2 separate regions of the Mus musculus genome follow, and region 2 is linked to region 1. A link is a contact called in public ChIA-PET data. All regions are on one chromosome and are shown on one strand. The core of a region is the stretch at or near the end of the contact, and the rest is flanking DNA. Distances in the headings are between cores, read along the strand shown. Region 1 overlaps Selp (selectin, platelet). Region 2 overlaps Kifap3 (kinesin-associated protein 3).

The links. ChIA-PET counts read pairs in DNA pulled down with a chosen protein or histone mark.
Region 2: a contact with region 1 is called in an RNA polymerase II ChIA-PET map of memory CD8 T cells, with 6 read pairs. The contact joins two enhancer-like sites. A contact is called at or near these places in 1 of 115 datasets of contacts at active chromatin or transcription factors (memory CD8 T cells) and 2 of 9 other capture datasets (liver and pancreatic islet).

Annotation. Positions count from the first base shown.
Region 1 is chr1:164,134,183-164,136,841 of GRCm38.p6, reverse strand. All of the region lies in intron 8 of Selp (selectin, platelet), which reads right to left. Among named protein-coding and RNA genes, the nearest start is that of F5, 16 kb to the left of the region's middle. Within about 2 kb of position 1,326, at least 142 of the 459 cell types and tissues checked have an H3K27ac peak or open chromatin away from gene starts, as enhancers often do. A contact at or near this core is called in memory CD8 T cells, where this site is marked.
Region 2 is chr1:163,897,039-163,899,697 of GRCm38.p6, reverse strand. The region is part of intron 19 of Kifap3 (kinesin-associated protein 3); the gene reads right to left. Among named protein-coding and RNA genes, the nearest start is that of Scyl3, 31 kb to the left of the region's middle. Within about 2 kb of position 1,312, at least 46 of the 459 cell types and tissues checked have an H3K27ac peak or open chromatin away from gene starts, as enhancers often do. A contact at or near this core is called in memory CD8 T cells, where this site is marked.

The sequences.
Region 1 (2,659 bases), core at 77-2,576:
GAGATAGTGGCATGCTTCACGTTGAATGCCCTAGACCTCAGGGAAAGTCGCCCCCTTGATGTCTTCTTGAGAAACAAACCGGATGATGTTTCCAGCAAACAATGCCAAGAACTTAGAGGTGAAAGTGGGGGTGATTTCTTTCTCTTTCCCAGCCAGTGGTGAGAGAATCTGGGTCTACGTCTTAGCTTATACTATGCACGGTGACCCCTTTGCAGCCGTGGATGCTTTATTTTCAATGAAAATCTGTGACTCTTGCCTCACAGTACTTTTTATTTATATAGCAAGTCACACTTAGGCCACACTCAAAGATTAAATGTAAAAGGGAATAAAGTGGATACATATTTCATTGGTTGTCTGTAAATGACAATTTTCACCACTTCCCAGAAGTCTCAACCTGCAGGACCAGGCATAAATGACCCGCCAAGATAATGAAATCAGGTCTCCCAGTTATTTGGCAGCATATATAAACACAAGTCTGAGGTGCTTGGAGACTGGCTTGGATTGGGACTGACACTTTATGACTTTGGACAAGCCACTTAACCTCTCTGAATCTTGATATCTTAACGACTTAGTCAGATCGAGAGCGAACAGATTCTCGGTGCCAATGTCAGTAGCTGTCAAGGTGGACCTCTCTCGAGGGAGCTCGTGGTACCTTCCTGCCTTAACCACATGTGGGTATGTCACTTGACGCAATGAAGCCCAGATGAATCATGCTGACACTCGGAAGGGAAGGGCTAAGTGTAAACACGGTCTCGGGGACTTCTGCTCCTTGTCTTGGTTATGCAGTATATGGCTTTAAATCAGAGGAAATGGGGCAGCAGTCCTTGTTGTTTCCAGGTACTGTCTGCACCTTTCTTGTCCCTTCATTCCATACCGTCCCTGGCAGTACACCTCTCACTCTAATCAACTTATACAGAGACTGAGATACAGTCTGCCACTTGCAAAGTCTTCCTGTGTTCAGTGTGTGTGTGTGTGTGTGTGTGTGTGTAGAGAGAGAGACAGAGAGAGAGAGAGAGAGAGAGAGAGAGAGAGAGAGAGAGAGAGAGAGAGAAGGCTGTAAGCCAGAAATGCAGAGGGGAAAAGGGTGTGGGTCCTTGCTTTGGTGAAGTCATGGCAGAGTCATTTCCAGCTCTCCAGTGACTTTGCAAGGATGAGTGTAGAGGGCTGTGGGGACGGTGACAAGGAAAATGATCTGATAACGCTCTCTCCCTCGGAAGTGTCACAATAGCTTGTGGATTTCAGGCCTCGTGGTACCTTCCTGCCTCAACCGCATGTGGGTATTTCACTTGATGCACACCCAGTAAGAAGAGGAGAAAGTTCCCTCAGAGTAAACAAAGGGCTAAAAGCAGAAGGGAACTGGAAGGTCACAGGAAGCTGTGGTGAGTGGCAGGCCCTGGCAGTGAACACCCACAGGCAGGACTGTGGAGCAATGAGTAGCTTTCCTGGAAGGGTCTGATCCTCCTGATAATCCTGCTGAGGATTTTGGAGCTCTTCCTCAAAGCTGTATAGACTTCAGTGTCGTGAGGATAAGAGCAAGGGACAAGCCCAGAGCCTCACTCTGTTCTATCCAGACCCAGTTCCTCAATCCCAACCCCAACTCCAGAACTTGACTTAGGTTCTGATGCCTTGAACGAAGGATATCGTATTATGCTGTTAATTAATTAATTAGTTATTCATACATGAATTGTTTGCTTTATAATGGTGTGTGTGTGTGTGTGTGTGTGTGTGTGTGTGTGTGTGAGAACACTTGTGGGACCTGAATAGCAAGTGGTTTCTTTTTCATGAAAAACGTGCTTGCTTTTACTCATATATTTGAAAGCCCATACTAAGTTAAGTGATACAGAAATATTTCACATTGCACATATTAAGTATATTGTTAAAATCAAATATACACAATAAAATACTATTACAAAAATTGCATGAGAGCATATCAGAAGCACTTAGAAATATTTCCTTTGGATGGTTGATATTTACGAGACTATTTTAATGTCTCTATTTTCCTATATATCTGTAGATTTTACAAATATAAATCTTGTTTTGTTAAAAGTGTTTGTCATAAATTTGGCTAAAGTTTTGGGTACATTGAAAGAGAAAGAAATGGGAAAATATGAAAATCACACACTATAAAGTCAGGTGACTAGAACAGCTCTGCTTCACACAGGATGTTATGGTGCTCACAGGACATGCTGGCTTCTTAACACCGAGTCTAACACAGATAGATATAAATTGTCCTAATGAGGCTATGCTTTGCTTTCTTCCGAGAATGCTTTAATCTCCAGTTCATGGCACGGATTCTCCCCAGTGCTCCACACTATAGCCTAACTATGTTTCTCCAGTGTTAAACAGAGAATGCTTACTTCTAGATTCTGTAATTCTGCCTTTCTCATTCCTCCCGGACATGCCATGACCCCTACCAAGAAAGTGTCAGATCAGTCTTGGAGCCAACACTCAGAGTTAAGTTTTCTTTCCCGTCCTCTTTCTGGACCCCGTGCTTAGTGAGTACCACTGTGATAGGAGCCTGCCAGTCCTGATGTAGATTCTGATAAAGACACCGCAAAGGTCACCACATTGTTATCATTGCTAAATATCCTGACACTCATGATGTTTGCTTAGTCTCTGACGACATTTGTATCTGGAATCCTTGGGGGTAGAGGATGAA
Region 2 (2,659 bases), core at 63-2,562, 240 kb after region 1:
AGAGATCCAGCATATGTTCTGAGGTTTGGTGTCAACTGCATTTACCTACTGAGCCACTTTGCTAGCCAACTACCCTCTTAAAAATGCAACAACCAACAATTAGCATTTTCTAAAAAGTGGATCCTCTATTTCCAAGAGATCTGATTGGATGGTTTCTACTTCAGAAATATCCTCCTCAGTTCTCCATCTGCTTTTAAGCACTGCTTTTACCATCAGCTGAATCAGTGAGTGGGCATTACACACTCAGTGAGTGGGCATTACACACTCAGTGAGTGGGCATTACACACTCAGTGAATGGGCATTACACACTGCCTCATCCAATGTTGTGATTTTTATGAGAAATGATTCATTCTATGGAATATGATTGCTATAACAGTAACTGTGACTTAAGTGGTGAGAAATGACAAAACCGATTTAAATTTTTTTATTTTACTTAATAATAACCATATTTTTATATATGGTCCATAAGAACACATAATAAAATGTATTTATTTTGGCTATCATTCAAAATTGTCATCTGAGGTAAATTTCAGACAACTTGCTAAATTCTAACTGCCAATCATAACAAGGCAATAGAAAAGGTAAAAACCAAGAAAACGATAAATTTACTGAATAATTGTAATATTTACTCTATGTGTACAGAGATAAAATTTTATTCACTTGATAAAATGGCTTAGTGAGTTTAATAATGTTTTTTTTTTCTTTAAGAGTAGCTCTTATAATGTAGAAATGAAGATTTCTGAAAGCCTCAAAATTTCCTTGGTACAATGGCATTACTTCTGCACCTGAAGTAAAAATAATGACCTTACCCGTTAAGCTAATTAATCATAAGTGTATGTTCACACTAAGTATATAACTTAAGCATAGGGGACAGAAAGGTTCTGGTCCTTTAAACCTTTTAGTGACCAATTTTCATCTTAATGAGCAAATCCACCACCTCTCTGCCCCACCCAGGAACGACGCTTAGCATCATCCACTTTCTGAGATTTTCTTTCAGTTTTGGTCTTGTAACCATGTGACTCGGCAAAAACTAGGTTGCATGAAAAGGAAGAAAAGCCAATAAAATGAATTACAAAGACAACAAGGTTAAACTGATCACACTGTCTTCATACACCCTACTGAAACTGTACAAATAGGCAGTTGGCTGTGGTTTGGCATTTAGCAGCATGCGATCAGCAAGAAGGAGGAAATTTTATTCTCATTAACTGTTGCAGATTTACTGCAGTGAAAAAGGGCTATGTAACCCGAGATGTGACAGTACAGCAAGATCAAAGCCACAGGCTGGAAACTAAATAAACCCTCTGGCTACTTCCTGCAAGGAAAATTCACTTTGGCAATGTAAAACAGAGCCCAGTTAAAAACTACTCTCAGTTTTATGAGCTGTCATAGCAGCTCAAGTGGTTTGGGCTGGCTGAGTTTAGAACATTATATTTCCTTGTTTTTGTCTTAGATACTTCTACAAGAAGGTTTATAGACTAACTCCCCACTCCAGCACAACAACTAGCAAGTTCTTGCAGTTTAAAATGAGCCTAGTCACTAAGCTCATTAGAGCAGGCCTTCACTGGAACATTCCTTCCTCAGTCACTATATAACTTAGGATCTCACTCAGATTTAACCTGGGAATATGGATTTACTTTTATGACTCACATACAACCTGGACAATTCCTATTCAAACTGAATGCAAGTCAGCTACACAGCCCACATGGCTTTTATCTGATTAGTAAGCTATTGGTACAGGACATCACGAGTGACGATGGGCATCACGGAGAATAAGGCAATTAATTAATATTACATTTAAAGGCCTACAGCCCAGCATTGAAAGATGTTGTTTAATGTTTTTAACATTAGAAAACTTAATGACTATTCATAGCAGGCCTCATCCAAACAGACAGGACTAGAAAGAATAGCTCAACCTTGAATTACACAGTCCTCTCCAGCTAAGGACTATGCCTAACACTACGACTCAAGGCCTAAATGGACTTGCTATCGTATTTAAAATTTGAATAAGGAAACATTTGAAATGGTAATTTGCGTTGTAGTAAAAAAAAAAAAAATCTACTTCTGAAGATAGCATTACCTAAGAGCAAACATCTCCTACAAGCACTCACGTACACTTAAAAACTTCAGACTTCCTTTTAATTTATATTTGCATTGCTTTATTTTGAAACAGAGCGTCATGATTACCTATGCTGGCCTGCATTGATATCCTCTTGCCGCAGCTTCCTGAATTCTGGGCAAACAGATATGCACCAACATACCTGACTAAATTCACTCTCAATTGTATCGATATAGTCGGCAAAAATTCGACCAGTACACTTGGAAAACCATATGAACTTTACCACTAGACGATCACTCTTAAATGGTGGTGATGTGTTCAATTTCCCAGCCAAGCCAGGGTTAACACCCATGTCATGTCTTTAAACACAAGGCTGTGTACAGTCGATGTGTTAACATTTTTATAGGATTCAGTTCTATTATTTTACTTGTAGATTCAGTTATAGCAGTATTTTTTCCTCCTAAATGAAAGTCTTAATAACGTCTCAATAATGTGGTTTCCCTTGAGAAAAACCTTTGGGCTTTCTACGCAGCTAGTAAGCATCCAAAAGCTTTGCTCTGACCACCAGATAGAAACGGCACTGCCCCAGTGAGGGCCATCCAC